4 separate regions of the Mus musculus genome follow, and regions 1, 3 and 4 are each linked to region 2. A link is a contact called in public HiChIP or PLAC-seq, Micro-C and promoter capture Hi-C data. All regions are on one chromosome and are shown on one strand. Each heading gives the region's core, a stretch centred on a gene start, on an enhancer-like site or on the middle of the called end of the contact. The rest is flanking DNA. Distances are from core to core; before and after follow the strand shown.

Region 1 (3,527 bases), core at 966-3,465, 120 kb before region 2:
CAACCAAGTTATTACCTACCCTTCAGAGAAATCAGGAAAGAGCCAAATTTCCCCCCAAAGGCCAGTTTTAATCAGCATGATAATTAAGTTCCTTCAGTTTAATCCTTACAAAAACGTTGCCTGATGTTAGCAGATTATTTTCTGGTGTTCTGTCTTAGCCAAGTCCTCCAAGAATAGTAACTAAACTGACCCTTTTGCTGGCTGGAAGAACAGCCTCCTCCACGAAGCTCTTTGGAACATGATTTCATGGACCTAAGTGCTGCTCCATTCCAGGATGGAAAATCAAACCAATTAAGATCTTACCAAATGTGTTGCAATTTTGTCTTTTGATAGTCTATTCCCCGGAAACAGTCTGGCTCAGAGTCATTGGCCACTGCATACTAGGGAGTATGTTCAATCAGGAGCAATGCCCAGGGGTGGCAGCAGTGCCATAGGGAACAGAGACTGAACTCTCAAGGCGGTTACAGCGGAGGCTTTCCATCCTGTTTCTGGCACTGCTGCCATGAGAATGTTCCATCAAGTGGTCCTCTCCTATCCAACAGGCATTACTTGGGGATGCCTCAGGGTACACACATGCCATTGAACTTTTCCTCATGCTACGGGGGAACTAAGCCACCAGCTTTGAAGCAACCGGGTCAAGAGCCCCAGTTTGGACAGGGGACTTGTTGGCTCACCGAGAACCACTCTACCATCCCATGCTTTATCTAGAGGGTGACAGCTGGACAAAAGGCACTTGAAAGAGCGTGGCTGAAGAGCAGGGATCTCTTTCCAGGCACATTGATATCCAGCAGCTCTTTAAGGAAGGACTGATGGCCATCAGCCATGGTCCAGACTCAGAATCCCAAGTTGGTGCGTCCCTGCTTCCAGGTCAGCCCAAGGCTGACCCCCACACAGAAGGTAGAAGCCACCCAAGTGAAGTCTGAGCCACAGACACTTTGAGCCTCACCCTGCTGTCTCCCATAAATCCTCCAGCAAGGTGAAGGAGCCCCCTGAGCACTGCTGTGTATTGACAGTCTACACCGTAGCTCACCCATGTTCTGGCTTTCCTTGCTTCCATTCACCTGTCTCAGTTAACAGTTTTCCATCTCTAGCACTGGTTGGTGCTGTGTGTTCAGAAAGTGATCCTGGGGTAGGGGCAGTGCAGGAAGGCTGGGGAGTGTGAATGCAAGAGCTGAGGTGCTCCAAGCGGCCCCACAGACCCAAAAGGTTCTACGGCAATGAGTAGAAGGTCTTGGGATGTTCTAGGCTAGTGTTTCTTGGGCTGCAGGGTGAAGATAGACCACTTGGGTCTTACTGCAATGTGGATTCTGCTTCTGGCTTGAAGTTCAAAATTCTGTTCCTAGGGTCTGGTTCAGGAATCATAACTGAGGTAGCTGAGGCTTTAGAAGGGAAAAAAAGATTATAAATAGGTATCACTGAGCTAAGCCAATCACAGACACCAACTTCCATGTCCCACCCTAGCTCTAACCCCTTGGTGTGACTGTGAAGCCTTGGGGTTAGGGCTTTGAATATACTTCTTGGCTCCACCCCCCCCAAATCCTTCCAAATAGCTACCTGACTCCCCACCCCCACCCCTACCCCCACCCCCACCCCCATTGACCTAAGGACCAGACGCCTAGGAAGAGTAGGTTATCAGTTTGTATGTGATGCAGCTTGAATGTGAAGCCAGCAGGGCGGTCCAGACCCCCAGAGCCCTGGTACTGATCTTTTAACCACTGTGAAGAGCAGGTCCTCTCCCCTGTGAGTCTGCATTCTGAAAGGACCAGTGTGGTCCTAACTTAGTGAGAAGAGAAAGATTTGGGGTTGAGGGTGTGGTGGGGGCTTGCCTAGTTTTTATTCCCAGCACTGGATAAACCAGATTTGGTGGCATAAACCTGTATAAATACAGTGAATTAGAGGCCAGCTAAGGACCTGCTCTCTGCTCAGCCTCGTCAGTGTGCTGGAGACTAGTACCAGCCCGGTACTGAACCACAGTGGGCCCTTGGCGGCTATCCCAGCCTTCAGCGATGAAACACAGTTAGGGCCCCTGCGCCACCTGCTTGGACCCCATCGCTGGTTCCCGTGCAGCTGCGTGCCTATTGCTTCCAGCACCCAGTGCGGTGGCAAACACCCGCGTTCTCAGACCTCAGCAAAACGGGTGCTTAGCTCAGCCTTGAAATCCACCCTAAATTCACCCCCTGGGCCTGCAGGCACACGCGCCAGATGCTCTTCCCAAGCAGAGCTGGGGTAATGGGAGGTGACAGGCTGGCTGCGCATGGGGACCTGGAGCGAGGGGCTGAGAGGCTGACAGCTGAGCGCTCCTCCTTGGTTGGAGACCCCCGCAGCAGGAAGATCTGGGGCTGCTGCGCGCCCTTCACCTCTTAGGGGCGCACTCACATGAGCCCAGACTTCAGACCTTCAGGCTATGAAGCTCCACTCCCTTCAGAGTTTGAGGTTCCTTTGGGTGGCTTATGTTCCTTAGGGAGGGTTGAAGTCCACTACAACAAACCCTGAAAACAGGCTTTGTGGAAAATAAATTCAGGTCGCACTGACCACGCTGATGACGACAACTACGTCCCTACAGCCTCTTCCCTTCCCTTCGGTCCAGCCTATCTGGTCCTTTTGGGGAGATTAGAAAAGGGGCCTCTTTTAGCAAAGGGGAAAGGCAGCAAACAGGGTCAAGACTGGTAAGTGACAGGAGGGAAGGGCCAATCAAAGGGTTTGGTGAGAAAAACCAAGACCCAATTAGCAGGCGCCCTAGTGCAGTGAACCGCAGAGACAACCATGCTAGGTCGCTTAGTTTTCTATCTCCCTCTCCTCCCTTTTTTTTTTTTTTTTTTTTTTTTTTTTTGGCAGTTCTTGACTGAACGCCTAGTCCCCGATCCTTGCTCCTTGGTCCTCCCCTCTGCCTCTCTACTGTAGGTACCGGAAGATTAGTGAAATACTACCCCAGGGAGGAGGCAGACACACGAACGGTTAAACCACCCGGCCTTCTGATGTTTAGGCCTGAGCCATGGTTTAGAATTTACACCTGTCTCAAGTCGGGAATCCAGCGAACTCAGCAAGAGTCAGGCCCTTTTAGAGGGTTTCCCTGTAAAACTGAACCCAGCAGCTAAGGATCTCAGAGGTCTAAGGAGTAAACGTTTCCTTATCTCGAGTCCCTGCTTCTGGTAAGGGCGTGGGAAGAATGGACAGATGGCTTGGCACCTCCAGCCTCTCCATAGTATGTCTGGAAGAGGGCTGAGGGACCTTCCTTGGGCATCTGAGTAGGGGCATTGAGAGGGGAGGAGGGGACAGAGCACCAGGACTCTTGGTGGAAGGGGCCTGGGGAAGGCCCTCTACAGGAGAGAGCTTTACATTTACATCTGCTGGGAAAGGAGTTGGGAAACATTTTACCCCAGAACACTCCTACATTCGCATTTTCACTTCAGATCTGAAACCGCCTGGGGTAAGAGATGGAGATCAAGTAGGAATTCAAATCCTTTAAAGTTGTCATGGGTCAAAACCATTAAGTGCTGGAGGCAAAGGAAACCCCTGAGAATAGGCAT
Region 2 (3,592 bases), core at 624-3,123:
CCTTTTATTTTTCCATTCTTAAAAATATTATTTGTATTATCTATCCATCCATCTATCTATTTATCTACTCATCCATCTATCCATCCATCCACCCACCTATCTACCTACCTTCCAATTTATTACATTTTTGTGGTGGTGTGTGTCTGCCCTAGTTTACACTTTTAAGCATTCTGTAGGGCTGTTTAATCCATTTGTCAGGATGCCAGTGAGACCACTCATTTGGACCGTCTAGGGCTCTTGCTACCAAGCTGGAAGGTGCCTGAGTCCCAGGACCTATACAGTGGAGAGAAAGAACACACTCTTCAAAGTTGTTCTCTGACACCCACATGAAGCACCTTCAATAAACAAATAATAAATAAGTAAACAAATTATAAAAAAATATGTGGGGAAACGATACCAGAAAAAATATTGGTTTGAGGTCTCACACTTAAACACTATTAAGTGTACAATCTTGGGACTTAAAGAACCCCCAAAACAAACGTTTATCTTCTCTACTTCATAACGTTAACTGTAGACCCGGATACTATAAAAACCCAGATTGTTACTGTCCACCCCCGGATAGCCACAGTGACTGTGAAATGTCCCTAGGTAGAAATTGTCTTAAGAGAATTACTTTAGGAGTTGGAGAGTTGGGTCAATTAGTTAAGAACAAGAAAGTTGGCGCATGACTTTAATCCCAGCACTTGGGAGGCAGAGGCAGGCGAATTTCTGAGTTCGAGGCAGCCTGGTCTACAAAGTGAGTTCCAGGACAGCCAGTAACCCTGTCTCGAAACAAACAAACAAACAAACAAAGAAACAAACAAAGAACAAGAGTAGTTGGGCTCCAGGCACCCACAAGATGATACACAAGCATCCGTAACTCTAGTTTCAGGAGATCTGACATCCTTCTGACCTCCCTGGGCACTAGTCACACACGTGGCACACACACATATTCATGTAAGTAAAACACTCATACACATTAAAAAAAAACTTTAAAAGGAAATTATTTTGCTTTTATCTTGCTCCTAAGGCAGACCACAGTCGGATCGAGTTGGGGAAAGGGGGACTCAGAGGGGATGGGGCGGGGGGGGGGTGTTGAGGGTGAGATTAAAAAAATAATTAACACAAGAGAAAAGGCACCCAAATGCAAATAGGTTTTAAAAACCGAGTTTCAAAGCTAACTCCTTCACAGGATGCCTCTGTAGTCCACTGGCCCAGTTTCCACAAGTCTCAGCAGGAGCTTGGCTGGGTGGAGGTCCACGCTGGCCAATAGAAATCAGCTGTATTCTTACAGGTTTCGCAGCAGGTGGAGAAACTGAGCATGAAAAATTACTTAAACGTGGGCTCGGTCTTTTACTGAGGTCAGGGGTGCCACGATCCGTCCTCCTCTACCAACAGGAACAGAAATAAATGTTGGGGACCCAGTTTCCTAATCCCTTCGCCCGGCAATCCCGACTAGTAACACCTCCACCATAAGCCGAATATATTCTCCCCGCTCCGGAGCTTGCTGGAGGGACCGGTGGTTGTCCTTTATTGTCTAGGGAGCACCTGCCAGGTGGCTGGCCCGTACCTAATGCGCTCGTGGCGCTGGGCTTCACAAAGCGCGGGCAGCACCTGCGTGGCCAGCCAGCCGCCTGGACTGAAGGACCACCGATGGAGGGAGAGTGCTAGGAGGAAGAGGATCCAGGGTGGAGGGCCTGTGGGGGCTCCTGGTCTTAGAGGGCACAGCGCCCCCGGGATCAGCTTATTGCAGCCCGAGAGCCCCGGGCACTAGGCAGCGGGAGGGAGTGCGACCCGGGCGGGAGAAGGGAGGGGCGTGGCCACGAGCTGGGAGGAGGGCTGGAGGAGGGGCTGTCGCGCGCCGCTAGTGGCTCTGGGGGCTCGGCTTTGCCGCGCTCGGTGCACTTGGGCGAGAGCTGTAGCAGAGAGAGGAGCTCAGAGTCTAGCGCAGCCACCGCGATGAGAGGCGCTCGCGGCGCCTGGGATCTGCTCTGCGTCCTGTTGGTCCTGCTCCGTGGCCAGACAGGTGGGAAAGAGCGGCAGACAAGAGGACTGCACCCTCTGTGGGCGCAGCCCGGGTCCGGGAGGGGTGCCACCTGGGTGCGTCCGGAGTGGTAGCTGTTGGCTTTTCCCATGCCTACCACCTCGAAGGTGGTAGGCGGCCGCGGGACTCTGGTGGCCCGCCTCGCTCACCTGAGCTGAGAGACCTCAGCCCGGGTGGTGGAGACCCGGGGCCGAGGGTCTTCTGGGAACCCAGGCAGCGAGCTGCAGGCTGCGGGCGAGTTTGGTGATGCTTTTGTGCCGACTGCGCGCGGGTGGCAGGGGCGGGCGGCCTCGGGCTTCGCACCGAGAGCGTCCTCTCTCCGAGCGAGGTGCGGCCACGGCTTCCTTTTTGTTAAAAGTTGCGCGTGGGTGACCGACGCCTGGGACAACCAGCCCACGGGTCCCGGACACACGCCGGGCAAAGTTGGAGAGCCTTTTCTTGCGGCCGCTGCTTCCCCACCTCGGGCGCTCTTTGTGCACAGTGCTGGGGACGCAACTGCAGCCGCTCTCATCGTGCGCGGCGCCACCCGAGGAGACGAATCTCGGGCTTGCTTGCCCCCACCCAACTCCGTTTTTTGCACGGGGAGCACGCGGCGTGAGGCTCTGGGGCGGGACCCCACGAGCCTGTAGGTGGCGGCTATGGGGACAACTTGAGCCGGGCGTGTGGCGAGCAGCCGCTAGGTTGCAGACTTTTTCCTTTTGTAAATCTCGTGCTAGGGGCTCGCCCCTCTCTGCAGCCGCACGGTGTTCGTTGCTGCCACGCGCCAGGGAGCTGCTGTAGCCTACGTTGGTCGCCAGCTTCTGGGAATCAGGGACTGCGTGCGGGGACGCAGCTGTTCTTGCCACCTCGTGCGCGCTGGACCAGGACCGAGTCAGTTCTCCCCAGCTTTGGAAACCTCTGGTTTCAGTGTATGCGACTTGTAATCGCAGGTGGCCGTTTTTTTTTTTTTTTTTTTTTTTTGGAGGGGAATCCCGAGATCCAGAAACCCTCTCCCACGTGATAGCCATACTCAGGGCTGCCTGGGGAGGCTAGGGGGTGGGGGAGAAGGGGTAAGCTTTCTGCAAATAGCATTTGTTTCTTCAAGCTGTTGGGAAAATCTTGTTACCTTTTGCAGGGTAACTTGGGTCTCAAGATCTTAAGGTTCCGGAGCTCCTCAGCCCTGCCCCTTTTTTTGCCAGGTGTCGCTGGTGCACTGCCCGTGCAGGTTGCCTGCTTAGTCCTGAAGCCCTGCTCCCTCCTAGGTCATTTTCAAAACAAAAACCAGAAACCCTTTTAGGTTACCTTGATGCTATAGGCTAGAGACAATCTGCACGCTGCAATAAGGCGTCAGATGGCCAGCATCTCTGTGACCTGTTTTGAGCCCACCGCTGACTGCGTTTTCCAGATCTCACTCCCTAGATGCTTTTGAAAGGCTGGGAGAGGGCTTTTTTTTTGTGGGGGAAGTCTTGCATCTGGACCTCTGCGCGCACAGAAGAGGGGTCACCAAGGGTCACAAATGAGTGTTCAGATTCCTAGGCATATTTGACCACTTAGCTGAAAATGACCCCAGTGATCTTTTACGTTTTCCAC
Region 3 (3,421 bases), core at 467-2,966, 74 kb before region 2:
GTAAATATTGTTGAGGAACACATGACATAGTTGAGCACCTATCCTATTTTCTGGCAGGAATGACGGGATTCTAAGAAGAGGGAGGACACGGTGTCAGGCAGTGTGCTAAGCTGTTCACAAAGACTGCTCATTGCTGAGAACTGACCTAAACCAATTTGGTCATTCTACAGCCAATGGCTATTCTTGTAAGCATGAGTCATCTCTGACCAATGGAGTGGATAAAAGCCATGAATCCCTCGTCTCCAGCCTCTTCCAAAACACCTCCTACCACCTACTAGGGAGGTATGGCACAAAGGAAGCATTCTTAGACCAGCATCTTCAAGTATAAGCATTTATTATCAGGTAGGCATAAAACCAGCCATACAGTCTGTTCTTGTAGGGTTGGAAAAGCCCATTCCTTGTCCCTAAGCCTCCTGAGCCATCGTGACTACAAGACCCACTGGAAAGCTTTTCCCGGCATTCGGACTGGCCAAGTGAATAGTGTTACTCACATGTCACGGGGACAGAACTCCTTGTGAACCAAGAGGCAAGCACAGGACCAAACAGCTCAGAGTAGAGCTTCAGCTTTGACTTTACCAGGTCTGAAGCTACCAGCAGGGTCTATTGTGCCCTTCTAGATAATGATGTTCAACACCAATGTCACTAAGGGACCATGTTGCATACTATCCCCTACAGCAGTTAATAGACGTCCTAGTGTGTGCTTTTAGAGAAAAGTACTTTAATTCATTTTTTTATTGTATGTGTATGAGTGTTTTGCCCGCATGTATGTCTGTGTGCTACATGCATGCAGTGCCTGCTGAGGCCTGAAGAGGGCGTAAGATTCCCCTGGAACTGGAAATACTGATGGTTGTGAGCCACCATACTGGTGCTGGAAAGTGAATCCAAATCTTTTGGGAAAATAGTCAATTCCCTTAGTGAATCAGCCCTGCACGTACTTTATTGATGACCTGGCCTCCTCTGGAATGTGATTCCTAATCACGTTCCTCAGATACTAAGTAACCGTGCCCAGTGTTTTACTCCTTCCTCCATTGCAGAATAAAGCTAATTTGCATATATGCCAAGGTTTAATCTGAGGAGATGTAGATCACTCGCTGCACAGGATCTCGACAGTTCTGCCATCTTTCTGGAGTGAAAGGAAGAAGAGACAATGTCTTTGAAACACTTAAACGTAGGAAACCAAAGCCTGGAGTTGAGACATGAACACCTGGACTGAAGCATGCCACAGGTTTCCAGGCCGGTACTCTATACCACCATATGTTGCTGTTTCCTTCTGAAAATAAGAATTATTGGAATGTTTTAGATATCTGGAATATGCACCCTTTCATTTTCCTACTTAGGCTGTGAAGGCAAAGGTCTGTCTAATGTTCAGGGAGGCAGATGGGGAGCTGCCATTGGGCAGGCGGACAGCACTGGGTAAGTTTAAGGAACCAACCAACACATAGTTTTAGCAAATTCTTTTGTGGGTACTAATTTAGGAATTATAAAAATTCTCTTTCTATAGGTCACAGCATCTTTCTCATTCCAAATGTAAATTTGAGGTTCTGAACCTCAGAGGACGCCGCAACATTTTTATATTCCTTCACAGTATTTCAAAATAGAAAAATATTATTTAAAGCTTCAGGATGGCCAAATTTAGGGAGTAAAATGTTATTATTCAGTATATTTGGAAACTAACAACCAACTCCGGGATAGCGTCTACTCTTTTAGCTACCAGGAAATGTGACTAAGACTCAAGTGACTCACCACAGTTGAGATAAAATACAGGCTCTGGATTCACTGGTCCTGGTTGAAAACCTGGCTTTGCCATTAAAAGTCTTTTGCAAGGGAAAGCACCTGCTGGGCCTCAGTTCTCCAGTTATGAAATAGGAAGGGTGGGAATGGTGTGTGCAGAGCCCACAACAGGCCAGCATATAGCAGCAGTCATTGGGATGTTAATTATCCCTGGACAATGTGCATTTATTCAAGGTTCCCAGAGACAAATAGTTCTCTATCATCACAAAGCAAAGACGTCTCTGACTCCCTAGAGAATTACTCAGTACGGAGCTCAGAGGCTGCACATCCTGCGTTCTCTGCTCATCAGTGTATAATCACTCAACTTAGTTGTTTTGGAAGCTGGCTTATGTCCCAAGTAAATGTGATGTAACTTGCTTGGTGTGATCTGACAACAGAAGCCGATGTCATTTTTAAAAGCTAGGGATATGCTTTGTGGACAAGCTGTGGATAAGCTGCTGGACTGAGGGCAGATGCAGAGGCAGCAGGCAGATGTTTTCCAGGATTGATGCCCTTGTCATTTGGATGGAAACTGCTCCCCACAAGTTCCTGCGTTTGAAGACATGGTCTCCAGGTTGCAATGTTGCTTGTAGAGGCAGAGAAACCTGTGGGACTATGTTCTACACAGAGGAAGTGTGTCACAGAGAACCAGCTATGAAGGTGAACTACACTTTGGCTTCTGCCCAGGGCTCTCTGCTTCCTGATTCACTATGATGTGAAGCATTCACACACACACACACACACACACACACACACACACACACACACACACACCATTGTTTCTCCAACATGGTGAGTTGATGTCCTCTGAGTCTGGGAGCCACAATAAACCCTTCTTTTCTGAAGTTGCTCTGACGGGTATTTTGGCCTAAGTAGCATAAAAGTAACTAACATAGAAAAGTGATACCAAGAACTGAGGCGGTGGCTGTGATCCACTTGACACTGTGACTCACAGGTCTTCAGAAAAAGTTTGCAGAAGGAATGTGGAAAGCCCTAGAATTCTGTAAATACTGTGTTCGTGATGTCTCAGATGGTCAAGACTATTCCCATGAGGTAGGTCTCAGATGATAAATACTATGTTCGTGATGTCTCAGATGGTCATGATTGTGCCCATGAGGTCTCAGATAGCCACGAGGTCTCAGGGGGAACAGGAATCTTCTAGGGAATTGGATTAGAAGCCGTTTCTGTTCCAATCTATCATAAAATCCAGCTGTATCTTGCTAATCTCCTAGATATTTGAGCATTATTGAAGTTCCAGAAGAAAAAGTGAGGTCAGGCAATATGCAACAGGCTTAGATGCCTTACAGAAAGGCCATTGCATGGAGCTGAGTGGGTGAAGTCTACATGTCTGTGGGAACCCTAGAATGTTGGAGATGTCACGGATGTGAGATGTCTCCCAAGGAGACACACTGTGTAGAATAAGCCCAAGAGAGAGCCCACCTGTCCTGTAGATAGCAGGGCCATAGGAATGCAGCTAACCAAGCCCATTGGAGCTCAGAGGGTTACCCTGCAAGCCCTAGATGCTAGATATGTACCTGCAAGGTTTGTTGCTTGCTCTGCTGGGTTTCAGTCCAGTCGTTTCCTTGCTGCGCCCCCATCCTGGAATGTGAATGCTTACTCTATGACATCGTACATTTGAAATATGTAACTT
Region 4 (3,553 bases), core at 982-3,481, 92 kb after region 2:
AACCATCCTGAGGTCTGAAATCATGAGGTGCCTGGACACCTGCAGTGGAAGCAGACTAAACAGTTCATTCCTTCTCTGTTCCTCCATCTAGTAAAGCCTTATAGATAGACTCCAGGTCCTTGCCCAGTTCTAGGCGCCCCCACCACTGTACAGGGATCTTTCCATCTTTCTGTCTCTTAAACTAACTTTCTCTCTCTCTCTCTCTCTCTCTCTCTCTCTCTCTCTCTCTCTCTCTCTCTCTCTCTCTCTTTTTGAATGAGAATGACCCCAAAATGGCTCATACAAGTTGAGAGCTTAGTCTCCAGTTGATGAGCTCTTTGGAAAGAATTGGAAGGTGTAGCTTTACTGGAGAAGGTGTGTTGAGGTGTTACTAGGACTGAGCTTTGAGGACTCAAAAACCCACACCAGTACCCCCCTCGCCCTCTCTCTCTTTTGCTCCCCGCTCCACCTGTGGGTCAGGATGTTGTACTGGCTAGTTTTGTGTCAACTTGACACAGCTGGAGTTATCACAGAAAAAGGAGCTTCCGTTGAGGAAATGCCTCCATGAGATCCAACTGTAAGGCATTTTCTCAATTAGTGATCAAGGGGGAAAGGCCCCTTGTGGGTGGGACCATCTCTGGGCTGATAATTTTGGTTCTCTAAGAGAGCAGGGTGAGCAAGCCAGGGGAAGCAAGCCAGTAAAGAACATCCCTCCATGGCCTCTGCATCAGCTCCTGCTTCCTGACCTGCTTGAGTTCCAGTCCTGACTTCCTTGGTGATGAACAGCAGTATGGAAGTGTAAGTCGAATAAACCCTTTCCTCCCCAACTTGCTTCTTGGTCATGATGTTTGTGCAGGAATAGAAACCCTGACTAAGACAGATGTAAAGGCCTCACCTACAATTACAGTGCTACAAATAATATCTGTTAGCTTCCCACCATGCTAAGAGTGGACCAATCCTCTGAAACTGTAAGCAAGCCCCTGATTAAATGCTGTTTAAAAATCAATCAATCAATAAATATTAATAGAAAAGTAACCAAGCCATTCCCCATAATAAAATACTTCTTTCTAAAACCTACCTTCTGTGGGCAATGAATTAAATTGTTCAAATCCACAAGACACAAACAGAGCCACTGGCCCTAGAAAGTCTCTAATTCTCACAAAGACACCCCGGTGTCCCCATGTCTCGGTCAACGGGGACAAACAATGTTAGCCCAGTTCAGAAGGGTTTGCCTCACTTTTATTCACTACCTAAAGATACCAGAAGGAGGTTTCTCCACCAAGCTGTTGACCCAACATGAGCTTCGTGGAACTCTACTGTACTGCTTTCCTCTGAGGTCGACAAGAGCGCAGTCCTAACCTTACAAAAGGAGATGGGATTTACAAACAGAAAAAGATGAGTGAGTGGACCACTCTCCACCAACTGTGGCTACCTGTACAAACTCAATCCAGCCAATGTTCTAGCATAGATGGGGGGAGGGCTCTCTAGCCCCCACCCCCTATTGGCTGTTGATAGCTTCTGGTGAGAGATCACTCTTTGGATTTCTTGTGCTCCATTGGATGGGCATACACTCATACATGTATGTACAGCGCTAATTGGATTTAGTATGCTATCAAACAAACACAGAACATGAAGTTGGGAGGGGGCCATATTGGGAGCACTTAGGGGTGGGTAGAGGAGTGGTTATGGTCATGTTTCACTGTATACAGGTATGACATGCTCAAGAACAAAGAAAAAAAATATATAAAACCCTCGAGTCTCTGAAATGCCTCACAAGGAAGTTTAAAGATGCTGGGATAGACAGTGACTTCCAAGCCTACCATTTTCCCTCTTCTTGCAACTACTTACCTTGTAGGCATCTCTTTAGTCCCCTTTCTTAAAGAGACAGTTTATAAGCACTTAAAGCACATTTTGGTCTTAATCCTCACAATAGCCCTAGAGATAGGAGTTATGTGTGTTACAAAGTTGAGGAACTTAAGGTTATACAAATTCTACCAGACCTCTAAGTCCATCTCAGTAGACTTAGAAAATGGGAGCTTTAGGGTATTTCTGTGGCTGATGAATCCCAGGTTCCTGTCCCTTCCCACAGTGATCCCCAAACTCTAGTCTTTTGTAAGTAACCTTTGGGGAAATTCTGCAGTCCCCTGACATTCGGCATTTTAACAGCCCATCCCCCCACTCTGTGATGGCTGTAAGACTTCCTGCCTTTGGGGTGTTTGGGGGGTATTCCCTAGCTGCTTAAACACAGACTGCTAAACTGACTCAGACAGGAAGATGTGGAAGGATGTCACCTGTGTCTTTCCGTTTTTCAGACATCTCTAGCACCAAGGCTCTTACCTCCAAACTCCGCTTAAATTTTTTTTTTTATTAAATATCTATTTGTTTCTTCATGTCTACAGGGAGTTAATCCTATGACCTCCCGCAGGCAGGAACATCTGAAGATGCTCAAGCCCCTCATTTAAAATAGGTTATTTGCATAGAACACGTGCACCTCCTACCATATGCCTTAACTCGTTTCTAGATTGCTTATAATACCTAATACAATGTAAATGCTATGCAAATGGTTGTTATGCTGCATTGTTTAGGGAGTGACAAGTCTATAAAAGCTCACTACTGGAACAGTGGTGTGTGTGTGTGTGTGTGTGTGTGTGTGTGTGTGTGTGTGTGTGTGACAGAGAGAGAGAGGCAGAGACAGAGACAGAGACACAGAGAGAGAGACAGAGAGAGACAGAAAGAGAGAGAGAGAGAGAGAGAGAGAGAGAGAGAGAGAGAGAGAGAGAGAGGCAGAGAGAGAGAGAGAGAGAGATCTGGGAATCCAGACTCAGTTCTTCATGCTTATTCTGCAAGCACTCTATGCCCTGAGCCATCTTCCCAGACTTAGAAGTACAATTTAAAATTCTTTCTATCCTTGTTGGATGAATTCATAGTTATGGAACCTGCAAACTTAGAGGTCTGGAATATTTGCTTAATTCTTTCTCTTCCGTAGCAAATCAATGATAACTTTGATATGGTTTCTCCCATACCTTTCTACTTTTATGTGTGCATTTCTTAAAGAAATAAATTATCAGCTTACATTTTAATGAACACTGGCTTATAGAAATTACTCCATGTCACTGTAAATCACTGTAATTGTTCATATTATGGTCACAAAGAGAAATCTAATAATTCCAGGTAAGACTTTGCTGATTGGCTCTGGAAAGTCTGAGATCTGGTTTTCTTCCGTCCACTTCTACCCTACATGGAAGCTGGCATATATCTGGGTTAAAAGCTACATCAGGGGATGTAAGTAAAATTTGACTTTAGTCAGTTTATTAAATAAAGATAATCCACATGAGAAAGCCTAGCGCTGGGCTGGGAGAAGTGTGTGTGCTCATTAAAAGTTAATTAAATCTGAAAATATAATCGGCTTTAATAAGTAAAAGTATCCTGAGAAAAAAGTCGGGATACCAGCGTGCCTGGGTTGATTTTTATTGGATGTATTTTTAAAAGAAAATTGCTAGCCTTTTGGGGTGTCTAAAGGCAACTAGAAGAAAAGGAGTCATTTTCCAATCACACCCATACTTTACGGTTCAGC

The links. Promoter capture Hi-C pulls out the DNA fragments that hold promoters and counts their contacts. HiChIP or PLAC-seq counts read pairs in DNA pulled down with a chosen protein or histone mark. Hi-C and Micro-C count contacts between places; a contact is called where the count stands out from the background.
Region 1: a contact with region 2 is called in a Micro-C map of the G1E-ER4 cell line, with 3 times the contacts expected there. The contact joins the enhancer-like site here to the promoter of Kit in region 2. A contact is called at or near these places in 3 of 39 promoter capture datasets (the HPC-7 cell line, hematopoietic stem and progenitor cells and neutrophils), 8 of 484 Hi-C or Micro-C datasets (the G1E-ER4 cell line, cerebellum, cortical neurons and 4 more) and 4 of 115 datasets of contacts at active chromatin or transcription factors (embryonic forebrain, embryonic hindbrain, embryonic stem cells and 1 more).
Region 3: a contact with region 2 is called in a promoter capture Hi-C map of the HPC-7 cell line, with 4 times the contacts expected there. The contact joins the enhancer-like site here to the promoter of Kit in region 2. A contact is called at or near these places in 6 of 39 promoter capture datasets (the HPC-7 cell line, HPC-7-derived erythroid cells, cranial neural crest and 3 more), 6 of 484 Hi-C or Micro-C datasets (the HPC-7 cell line, embryonic stem cells, female germline stem cells and 1 more), 4 of 115 datasets of contacts at active chromatin or transcription factors (all in embryonic stem cells) and 2 of 9 other capture datasets (adipose tissue and pancreatic islet).
Region 4: a CTCF HiChIP or PLAC-seq map of CD8 T cells shows a contact between it and region 2, with 17 read pairs. The contact joins the enhancer-like site here to the promoter of Kit in region 2. A contact is called at or near these places in 1 of 39 promoter capture datasets (trophoblast stem cells), 1 of 15 datasets of contacts at CTCF or cohesin (CD8 T cells), 2 of 484 Hi-C or Micro-C datasets (bone marrow-derived dendritic cells and group 2 innate lymphoid cells), 3 of 115 datasets of contacts at active chromatin or transcription factors (embryonic stem cells and regulatory T cell precursor) and 1 of 9 other capture datasets (liver).

The regions. Positions count from the first base shown.
Region 1 is chr5:75,448,111-75,451,637 of GRCm38.p6, forward strand. No RefSeq gene overlaps it. Among named protein-coding and RNA genes, the nearest start is that of Gm24502, 110 kb to the right of the region's middle. Within about 2 kb of position 2,216, at least 16 of the 459 cell types and tissues checked have an H3K27ac peak or open chromatin away from gene starts, as enhancers often do. A contact at or near this core is called in the G1E-ER4 cell line, the HPC-7 cell line and cerebellum, where this site is marked.
Region 2 is chr5:75,573,114-75,576,705 of GRCm38.p6, forward strand. It overlaps Kit (KIT proto-oncogene receptor tyrosine kinase), which reads left to right and starts at 1,874. Exons shown (of 21, transcript NM_001122733.1): 1 at 1,874-2,005. The coding sequence starts at 1,939.
Region 3 is chr5:75,499,110-75,502,530 of GRCm38.p6, forward strand. No RefSeq gene overlaps it. Among named protein-coding and RNA genes, the nearest start is that of Gm24502, 60 kb to the right of the region's middle. Within about 2 kb of position 1,717, at least 11 of the 459 cell types and tissues checked have an H3K27ac peak or open chromatin away from gene starts, as enhancers often do. A contact at or near this core is called in the HPC-7 cell line and female germline stem cells, where this site is marked.
Region 4 is chr5:75,665,125-75,668,677 of GRCm38.p6, forward strand. No RefSeq gene overlaps it. Among named protein-coding and RNA genes, the nearest start is that of Gm32558, 8.4 kb to the right of the region's middle. Within about 2 kb of position 2,232, at least 13 of the 459 cell types and tissues checked have an H3K27ac peak or open chromatin away from gene starts, as enhancers often do. A contact at or near this core is called in CD8 T cells, group 2 innate lymphoid cells and regulatory T cell precursor, where this site is marked.